Linked DNA regions of Sus scrofa: region 1 is linked to region 2. A link is a contact called in public HiChIP or PLAC-seq data. All regions are on one chromosome and are shown on one strand. The core of a region is the stretch at or near the end of the contact, and the rest is flanking DNA. Distances in the headings are between cores, read along the strand shown. Region 1 holds the start of TAX1BP3 (tax1-binding protein 3). Region 2 holds the start of ASPA (aspartoacylase).

Evidence for each region. HiChIP or PLAC-seq counts read pairs in DNA pulled down with a chosen protein or histone mark.
Region 1: a contact with region 2 is called in an H3K27ac HiChIP or PLAC-seq map of skeletal muscle, with 2.6 times the contacts expected there. The contact joins the promoter of TAX1BP3 here to the promoter of ASPA in region 2. A contact is called at or near these places in 1 of 5 promoter capture datasets (liver) and 1 of 2 datasets of contacts at active chromatin or transcription factors (skeletal muscle).

What each region holds. Positions count from the first base shown.
Region 1 is chr12:49,756,119-49,761,748 of Sscrofa11.1, forward strand. TAX1BP3 (tax1-binding protein 3) reads right to left here and starts at 2,908. Exons shown (of 4, transcript XM_003131848.3): 1 at 2,755-2,908. The coding sequence starts at 2,793. It overlaps EMC6 (ER membrane protein complex subunit 6), which reads left to right and starts at 3,035. Exons shown (of 2, transcript XM_005669120.3): 1 at 3,035-3,181; 2 at 3,381-3,951. The coding sequence starts at 3,429. The coding sequence ends at 3,761.
Region 2 is chr12:49,611,037-49,616,216 of Sscrofa11.1, forward strand. It overlaps ASPA (aspartoacylase), which reads left to right and starts at 1,809. Exons shown (of 6, transcript NM_001123077.1): 1 at 1,809-2,044. The coding sequence starts at 1,809.

The sequences.
Region 1 (5,630 bases), core at 1,658-4,157, 150 kb after region 2:
AGCCATGCCACAGAGGTGGGGCCCAGGATCTCCTGCAGGAAGCCAGCTATTCACCAGCCTGGGAGGCTGGGGGGTTAAGGCTCAGAACTCAGCCACACCAACCCACCCACACAACCCTTCTCCCTAACCTCTCCCAGCTTCCTACGTCACAGGTACCAGCCTTCTTAACACAGACTAAGCCCCTCCTGGCTCTTGAGCCAGGATGCTGTGGCTGTTCCGGATGGGGTCTTTGTCCCAGGGGAGGGAACACAGGGGCAAGAGGGGTCAAGCTCTGAACAAAACATGTAGGCACCTTGCTGAGGCCAGCTCAGATTGCTAAGCCAGCCCTGTTGAGGGTGAGACAGGAGATGCTTTAGAACAGCGGGGATCAGACTTGCACAGAAGGGAGGAAGAGCTGTCCTGGCCAAGAGAACAGGAGCAGAGGCTCGAAGGTGCTGTGGCTACATTTCCTTGAGACGGGAGTGTATGGCACAGGACCAGAACCGGGAGGCGAGGTAAGGCTGAGGCGAGATGCATTAGACTGGTGAGTGCAGGGCCAGGAGACCAGCCTAAGGGACAGGACATCTCCCTAAGCCCCGGGGCCCTGCTATTGTGCAGTGTAGGAGGTGGATGCAGGGCCCAGGGCACCCTCACCACACGGTGAGATTGTGGACCCCAACGGTGCCAGGCTCCTTTCAAAGCCCTCAGCAGGCACCTTCCAGACCAGATGACCACCCCACACCCCCCAAAGTTGAGAGTTTTAACAGGAAGAAGGAAAAAACAAAGTAAAAGGCAACTGCATGTGACCTGATCTGGATCTGAGGGGCTTCATGAAGGAGGGGCCGTTTGTACCAGGCCTTGGGCTGACCAGGAGTTTGGCCACCTGACCTTGATTTTGGACCCACTGGAGCTCCCAGGAGTTGGGGAGTAGGGCTGACGGTAGATCATGGTCAGGTTTGATGCTGAAACGACCACCCAGGCAGTAAGGCAACAGATGTCTCACAGAGGTGGGACATCTCCGGATGGCCCATCATGCAGAGGCGGCAAGGGGAGCACCCAGCCAGCCATCTGGCCCCGCCTGGCTGAACACAACCATCTCCCAGATGTGGATCCCAGAGAAGGAGCATGTTGAGCTGGAGAACCAAGAGCTGTCCAGGTAGGTGTCCAGAAGGTGGACGAACCTATGGACCCAGAGTTCAGCGAAGAGGCCAAATGGTTTTAACACTGTCACAGCGTTAAGTATGTGGGAGAGGGCCTGGGGTAGGGAGGAGCCTCTTCCACCCCATCCCGGATCCAGGACACAGGAGGGAGAAGCCAGGCCCCACCCACCATATTCAAACATGTTCCTAGAGAAGAACCAGGGGGTCATGGTCCTAAAACTTAGAGGAAGGCCCAGGGGCCAGGAGAGACATGTGAGAAAGGGGAGCAGGAAGCATGACACCTGAGGCCTGCAGGACCTAGGTCCTCGTGTGTAAGAGTGTGAGCTCCTCCAGGCCTGCTCCACCTCTGGGGACACCTCTGACCCATCTCCAAGGTCTGGACTGGGAGACAAGGCCCCATCACTGACCTCCTGGGTGAGGTCAGGGAGGCTCCTGCCTCTTTGGTTCCCCACCTGCACTCCCTTTTTTCTAGCTAAAGAGCAAACCTGACCCCTTCTCTCTGGGGCAGCTAGAAGGCTGGAAAAGCCAAGCCGGTGCAGCCAGGGTGAAGCTGAGGACAGCTGTCAGCAGTCCAGGCCTGAGCTGGTGTGCTAAGCTCACCCTCACATGGCAGCTTTATCAGTGGCTCCCTGGTCACACCACCTGGCTGCTGGAGTCCCCAACACGCCCATCTGGATACTGCAGCCAGTGGCAGGGCCCTTAGGGCTACGACTTCCATCTGACCCATTCCTTGCCCAGCAGGCATTTCTGCTCAGAGATCTGGGTCCTTCTTGAAGCCTTCTTTACATGGCTGGGCATGGCCAGACATCTCTCTGGGACTCAATTTCCCCACCTCAGCCATGGAATGGGTCTCCAGGCCCCATCCAGCTGTGACATTGGCGTCTGAGTCTAATGTCCCAACTTCTCTGCCTATTCTCATAGCACTTGGCACCCAAGATGAACCAAGAGGGCAACCAGGGGCCTGAGCCGACCCCGAAGGGTCTCCTCAGGCCCCAAGTGCCAGGAGGGTGACCTGGGCTTTGCCCCAAGAGTTGTTTGGGGATCCAGGGAAAGTTCGGAGCGGGATCAAGTCAGTTGTATGAGCCTTCACTCTGGACCGACTGACTGTGCGTCCGAGAAGGCAAGGCTAGATGGGAGGGGTTGTAGGACTGTTACTCAGGCTCCGGCTACCTCCACCCGCAAGTCTTGGGCGGCGGCGCCGGCTGGAGCGGAGGAAGCACTTCCTCATTCCAGAGGCTGCGACTCATGGACTTTGGATCCGGCGCCCGCCCCCCGCGGCTACCCAGCTGGGGACACAGGCCTGGGAAGGGGACGCTTCCTAGACTCCCACAGCCGGGGCCTTTTCCCTCAGTAAGAAGAGTCCAGAGCGGCGGCGGCGGCGAGCAGGATCTGGCCTTGATCCCGGGTCTTCAGGAAGCTCGTGGGTCCCAGCCACCTCTTGCCTGGCTGGGGAAGACCACGGCTCCTGTCCCGCAGAGCGGGAACCGGAGCTCTGGCTGCGGGTTTGCAGGAGTCCCGGGTTCGACGCTTTGTCAACCTGTTTGGTGTATCAATTTACCTATCTGCAAAGTGGGGGCAAGCCAAAACTAGGAAGAGCCCGAGCGAGCGCACTCACCACCACGGCGGTGACCGGCTGGCCCGGAATGTAGGACATCTCGACCCCAATCTGGAAGCCAAGCGCCGCTCCCCGAAGCCTGCAGCGAGAATCCCGGTGGCCGCGCCCTCTCTGGTTAACAAAGGCTGCACGGCCCAGCCCGCCCCCTTATGAATAGTTAACAAGACTCCAGCGAATCACCTGCCGGAGCGCTGTCCGGCTCTCGGAAGTTCCCGTGCGTGCGTAGAAAAGCGGGGAAGTGGGTGGTGCGTGCTTGAGGCGTCCTCAGTGCGTGCGCCAGAGGCGGAGGGGGGGCGGGGAGCGAGGCCTTGGCGCGTGCGCAGCCTGGGCCTTCCCAGCATCCTCTGCGCAAGATGGCGTCGCGGGAGTCCCTGCTCTAGGCTGTCTGAGGGAACGTCGAGTGACTACCTCCGCCGCCGCGTTCCAGGTAAGTGGCCGAGTCTAGGCGGGAAATGCAGCTATGCGGCCAGCCGTCCCGAACCCTCAGCTTTCTCAGCGTTTTTCGAAGGTCCGAGACGCTGGGGGCGGGGAGGTGGTGCGAAGTCTTGGCAGCCCTAGGGAAAGGGGCGGCGTGAACCCAACTCGCCAGGCTCTGGGCGCTACTTGTAACGTGGTTCTCTCCGCAGCCCCGCGTTGCTTCGGGAGAAAGCAGAGGCCGAGTCCGGGTGGGTGCGATGGCCGCTGTGGTGGTCAAGCGGGAAGGGCCGCCGTTCATCAGTGAGGCCGCTGTGCGGGGCAACGCCGCCGTCCTGGATTACTGCCGGACCTCGGTGTCGGCGCTGTCGGGGGCCACGGCCGGCATCCTCGGCCTCACCGGCCTGTACGGTTTCATCTTCTACCTGCTCGCCTCCATCCTGCTCTCTTTGCTCTTAATTCTCAAGGCGGGAAGGAGGTGGAACAAATATTTTAAGTCGCGAAGACCTCTCTTTACAGGAGGTCTCATTGGAGGCCTCTTCACCTACGTCCTGTTCTGGACATTCCTCTACGGCATGGTGCACGTCTACTGAAAGGAGGGCAGGGATGACTTCTTTTTGAAAAGCAGATTGGGAGGACGGTTGCCGGAAATTAACAGCGTGTAGACTTACCTAGTTTTTAAATTGTTGGATTCGCTGCTTGTTCTGTAACGTTATGAATAATTTATATCTGAAGACGAAGAGCCTGTACTGTTCTTCAGATTAAATGAAGCGTGAGACCCTTTGTGGAGTTTTTTTCCTACCTTAAAGCGCCGCGCTCCGCGTCCCCGTCCCCCCGTCCCCCCCCCCCTCCCGCCGCTGTGGGTGCAGAATCGCCGGGTTTTGACTCTGGGAGAGCTCTCTGACTGCGCCTTAGCTTTCTTTCATTTCCTTGCATTGACACATGGGCTATTCGCAGAGGGGTCACTAAGGCCTAAATAAGAGAACTTATTAACATCCCGAGAACTAATAACAGTCAATACTTATTAAGTGTGCTCTATATACCAGGCATTGTACTGCGCACCTTTCACACTCATTTCTTTTTCTTTTTTTTTTTTTTGCTTTTATTAGGGCCGCACCTGTGGCATATGGAAGTTGCCAGGCTAGGGGTCGAATCAGAGCTGCAGCTGCCGACCTACCTCACAGCCACAGCAACTTGGGATCTGATCCGCATCTCTGACCTGCACCACAGCTCATGGCAGTGCCTGGATCCTTAACCCACTGAGCGAGGCCAGGGATTGAACAGGCATCCTGGTAGATACTAGTTGGGTTTGTTACCGCTGAGCCACAATGGGAACTCCTACACTCAATCTCATTCTAGCAGTATTCTTATGCAGTAGATTGATTCTTAGCCCCCACTGATGAATCTGAGGCTCAGAGAAGTTAAATACCTCTACCATAGGAGGCATAGCTAGGAAAAGGCAGAGCCAGGATTTCAGTGTAGGTCTTTTAATTGCCCGTACTGAATTATTTGAGTATATCTTTTCAGAGCCCAGTCTTCCCTCCCACTAACCACACCTTTCAGTTGTGAGTGGTGTCGTTTCAGTTCCATTTCACCAAGTCAGAGCTAGCTGTTGTTTCCATTTAAAAAATAAGTAAGTTCAGGGAGTTCTCATTGTAGCTCAGCAGTAACAAACCCAGCTAGTGTCCATGAGGACTCAGGTTCCGATCCCTGGCCTCACTCGGTTAAAGAATCTGGCGTTGCCATGAGCTGTGATGTAGATCTCAGGTGCGGCTGGGATCTGGCATTACTGTAGCTATGGCGTAGGCTGGCAGCTGCAGCTCTGATTTGACCCCTAGCCTGGGAGCTTCCATATACTGCAGGTGTGGCCCTAAAAAGAAAAAAAAAAAAAAAAAAAAAAAGGAAAAAAAGAGGTAAATTCAAGTTCTTTTGTGGTGCAGCCAGTTAAGGATCTGACGTTATCACTACTCAGGTGGCTGCTATTGTGCGGTTTCGATCCCTGGCCCTGGAACTTCAACGTGCCATGAGTGTGGCCAAAAAGAAAAAAAGAGAAATAAATTCAAGCTCTTTCTTCTAGACTGTGTCTAGTGAAGATTAAACAGACAATGGTTAAGCTAAACTTTGGGCTTGTCTAGAGTGTAAATGCCTCTGTCTCTATGTTAATCCATGATCCCTTCTTGTCAGGAGGATTATTTTAGAATAAAGTGCATACATTTAATTGAGAAATAAAATATGGTAGTAGAGTTAAGTAATGAGCATTTGCTTGTGGAATGTATAGTCTTAACTGGGAAGACTAGTAATACTTGTTTTCACAAATATTCAAATTATGGTAAGTGCTATGAAGAGCGTACACAGAAGCCCCAGACCTAGCTGGGCCGGGGGGTGGGGGGTAGCATCTTTAAAGAAACAACATTACGATTGAGATCACTTTATTAACAGTCAAGTGTGGAGGGAGTTACTTG
Region 2 (5,180 bases), core at 559-3,058:
TTTATTACTATGCTTTCTCTATGCATTATAGTCTCTTAAAGGAAGAATACAGGTATTGGTTTATATTTAATATTTTGAAGCATTCACATTTATATTTCCTTCGTGTGTCTTGTTCGTAAGCTTATTTGTTTCCTGAGCACACTGTACCGACTGTTTACGTGAATTTGGAAAGAGAAAAATTAGGACTTTGGGGAAGCCAAAAATAACAGGGAGCACCCTATTGTTCTGTGAAAAACGCTGGACTTGGATTCAGAAAACCTGGGTCCCAGGCCAAGTTTTTCTCTTGAAAACTCGGGAACCTTAACCAAGTTATTTAACCTCTTTTTCCTTTACCCCTGCAATGAGATTGTCAGTACCTAACCCATCCTATCTCATAAACTGGACGTGTGAGCAAACTGAGATAACATATGTGGGCAAACATTATAAAATAAACTACTCTGCAGTTGTAATGATTTACTCTGGTTGTACCCTTTTCAAACAGTCTCCCATTACTAGCACATAGTGTTTTTCATACTTGAACGTATTTGACTTTCTGGATGGTTGAGCATGAAATCAAATCAGATTTGGCTCAGAGTCATTTCTCCAAAGGGACGTAATCATCTTAGTACATACAGTATTCTAGATGATTTCCCCTAAAACGACCCCCTCTTGAGCAACACATTCCAGTGGAAAGAGAGTCCCTGCTCCCAGTAAATTGGGCTGTGTCCACACAAACTCATATAATCTAGCATATCATAGTATATATAGCATGCCCCAGGACATTTTCAGGCATCTCAAAAACTTGAAAATTACTAACAGTTGTTTTTCCTTTCCTTTTCAGGCAAAGAGTGAGGAAGATCCCTAAGGAAGTCAACACAGAATCACCAATAACTTCATGAGAAAGAAAGCATGTTTCAAAGTAGCTTTTTACAGTGATCATGATTTGGTTCTTGTGTCTCTGACCATGAGAAAGCATTCTGGGGAGCTCTCATCGTGTCTCAGAGGATAATGAACCCGACTAGTATCCATGAGGATAGAGGTTCGATCCCTGGCCTCACTCAGTGAGTTAAAGATTCCACGTTGCTATGGCTGTGGCATAGGCTGGCAGCTGCAGCTCTGATTCAGCCCCTAGCCTGGGAACTTCCATATGCTGCGGATGCAGCCCTAAAAAGAAAAAAAAAAAAAAAAAAAGCATTTGCAAAGAAAGGAGGCTGGTTCCAGAGGAGCCCTCTGAGTTCTGCCTTTGGCTGTATGTAGAGATGAAATTCACGTGGCCTCTGATGATTTAAGCGGGGCTGGGGGGAGCTGCTGAACTCAATTCAGAGGAAGTGGTTTAAAGTGGAAACAGAAATACTGAATAATAACACGCACATCGTGGGCCACTTCTCTTTTATATTTTTGAGGATAAGAAAAATATAATCTATTTTTATTACTAAAACAGTAGTGAATGCACCATTAGATGACATTCTAGCTGAAGAGAAAACAGAAGTTTTGCATTAGTGTGAGATGCTAATTTTTATTGCATTTAGGTCTAACGACCATTTGAGGGAGTTAGAAGTTAAAGTAAACAGCTGTATCTCTAGTTGATCTCTGCATATTTTAATCCAAATATGGTAAAGGGCAGGGCTAAAGAAGGGAGTGTCCTTATAATAAACAAGGCTCAGAACTAACAGAAAATTAAAATATACTCCACTCAAGAGAACTCTGTACTTTGCACTTTGGTTAAAGTCTCATTTAGATTTAAATTTCTGAAGTTTGCTTAAGAAATTAAGTTTTCTTTGATCTCCTCCCTTCTGAATTGCAGAAATCAGATAAAACTACCTGATAAAATGACTTCTTGTCAAGTTGCTGAAGATCCCATAAAAAAGGTTGCTATATTTGGAGGAACTCATGGGAATGAGCTCACAGGAGTATTTCTAGTTAAGCACTGGCTGGAGAACAACACTGAGATTCAGAGAACAGGGCTGGAGGTAAAACCATTTATAACCAACCCAAGAGCAGTGGAGAAGTGCACCAGATATATTGACTGTGACCTGAATCGAGTTTTTGACCCTGAAAATCTTGGGTAAGACTGTTCTTATTTGTGTTGTATGTGTGTGCATGCACAGGGGTGTGTGTGTGTGTCTGTCTGTCTGTCTGAAAAGTAGTATGTGTGAGAGCATGTGTATGTGTATATGCATATGATATTCATATCCATACATACAGTTGCTCTTGTGAATAAGAGCACTTTCACTTTTAATCATACTCCATTATGAATTACTCAGTTATCTAAACTGAGCATTCATGTGCTCTTTTAGAAACTTTTTAAAACATCAGATGGTTTTTAACTGATTTTTCTTTTTAAATGTATTCTATGCAGACTGAAACAACAGATTACAGAAGCTTTTATTTTTTAAATCGTATCTGTAAAGAAGCAGATTTAATAGTCTTTTGCATTCCATTAATATTTGGCCATTATGCTTAGGTACATATTTGTTAGCTTTCTAGGTGGCACAATGCTCCTTTTTCTGCAACTATGTTTATGATGATGCCTAAAGTTCTAGTTAAGAAATGTGTAATGTTTCGACTAATATTTGTTGCATGAAAGAGTGAATAAATACCCTCAGAAAACATTAGTCCACTCTGTGATCTGAGGAGTAGATGTCCTACCTTCAGTGGGGATCACTGAGACCTGAATTTAAATTATAGTTGATGACACATTGCATACAATGTACATAACACTCTAGGTTTGTCCTTATTAATTATTTTTGCCTTTGTATACATCATTATAGCCACTACCAAAAATATATATGCCTATGAGCTTTTTACCACTTTTTTCTTTCATTTACATAAAAATATTATTAAACACCCACTCTTCACAGGGCGCTGTGCCAGGTATCATGGATATACAAAGCTATGTACAAAATGGTTTTTAATCTCAATGAGCTAACAGACTGCAAGCTAAGATATCAGTCATGTACAGAAACAACTACCATAGTACTGCTTTATGTACTCATTTTCTGTTAAATCCTAATTTGAGTTTAGAGAGTTGCTTCAATTTAATCCCATCACAGATCAAAAGATGGTTACCACATTCATACAAATTTGTCTCACTTTATGGAATAGACGTTTTCTGAGGCACTTATACATTAGTCATACCTTGTACATCAAACCATGTCTGAGGTTATATCGACACAATTAAAGTTTATCTATTCACCTAAAACATCTATTAACTAGCTCTTATATTACAAGTAAGGATTTGTTCAAGAATAACTTTTAGTTTGCATTGTTAACTTCCCAAGTAGCTCTGAGATGGACTAGAGTGAGTTTTCTTTTTTTTTTTTTCTTGGCTTTTTGCTATTTCTTTGGGCCGCTCCCACGGCATATGGAGGTTCCCAGGCTAGGGGTCGAATCGGAGCTGTAGCCACCGGCCTACGCCAGAGCCACAGCAACGCGGGATCCGAGCCGCATCTGCAACCTACACCACAGCTCACGGCAACACCAGATCCTTAACCCACTGAGCAAGGGCAGGGACCGAACCCGCAACCTCATGGTTCCTAGTCGGATTCGTTAACCACTGCGCCACGACGGGAACTCCCTGAGTTTTCTTTTTATGAGCATTCAGTAGCATGTATTTCAATGATAGTAGTCTTTTAAATTAAATTCACTTTCTTTTTTTTTTTTCTTTTTTTAAAGTTTTATTATAAATTCACTTTCTGGAGTTCCCTGGTGGCCAAGTTTTTGAGGATTCAGCATTGTCACTGCTGTGGCTTTGGTTCAATCCCTGACCTAGGAACATTTATCAGAGGCTAGACAGTTCTCTCTCAGGGTGGTTATGGAAACTTATGAACTAGATAAGTCAGTTACATTTTCCCATCCCCCATCTCCCAAATTTTGCTGCTTTTCCTATTTCCCCCATATCAGTGATACCACTTTTATGCACCAAATCACCTACAGAAATCATCTTAGAACCCTCCCCATTCCTCATCCCCTATGTCTAGAGGGATACTAAGTCTTCCAATTATTCAAGTATTGAATAATTTTTTTTTGTCTTTTTGCCATTTCTTGGGCCACTCCCGAAGCATATGGGAGGGTCCCCGGCTAGGGGTCTAATGGGAGCTGTAGCTGCCAGCCTACGTCAGAGCCACAGCAACAGCGGGATCCGAGCAGCGTCTGCGACCTACACCACAGCTCACAGCAAGGTCGGATCCTTAACCCACTGAGCAAGGCCAGGGACTGAACCCACAACCTCATGAATCCTAGTCGGATTCGTTAACCACTGCGCCACGACGGGAACTCCCTCAAGTATTGAATAATTGAAAGTATTTTGCATATCTAATCTTCCTCTCTATTTTCACTGCCTTACTTTATTTCTTCTGTGGATGGTTAGAGTAATCTCCTAAAGAATCTTTGCGCATCCGGCCTTACTACTACCTATTGTCTGTGTGGTAGTAGCCTTAAGAATCATCCTAATGTGTAAATCTGGTCATGTGTTTCCCATGCTAAAAATTCTTCAAAAATCTCTTATCCAGATAGATTTAAGTAACTTAGCATAGCTGCCATTATTCCCTTTAGGATCTTGTCCCTGCCTATTCCATCAGCCTCATCCCTTGGGACTCTGGGACCTTGATTCCAGGCATGGGAACTCAAAGTATCTATTATCTTTCAAAACTTCAAGCCTTGACTCTGAGCAACTGGGTGGCTGGAGGTGCCATTTACTCACATGGGGAAGAATTTTAGATGCACATCAGTTGGTGAGGGGAAACTCATGAAGCTGTGTGAATTAACTTTTAAAGTGCATAAGTACCCATTAAGAACTATGTTTGGTTGTGTGTGATAGAAATTTGAAAACAGCAGCTTAAACAAATCAAATAAGGATTTCTTTTCACAAATAGTAAGCCCAGAGGTAAGCACTCTAGGGTTAGTGCAGTGGCTCAATGATATCATAAATGCCACAGACTTCTCTTTTCCCAGTGCACCAGCCCTAATCTTTTGTCCTCATCACTTTTCTTCATAATTGAAAAAAATGGCTGCTCCACTTTCTTGATTGCAGTCCAGGCAATAATTATCCAGGTGCAAACTGTAGGTTCTTTGAAAGACAGGCAACATATGATATCACTTATATGTGGAATCTAAAAAAATTTTATAAATGAACTTATTTTACAAAACAGAAACAGACTCACAGACTTCAAAAACAAACTTATGGTTACCAAAGGGGACAG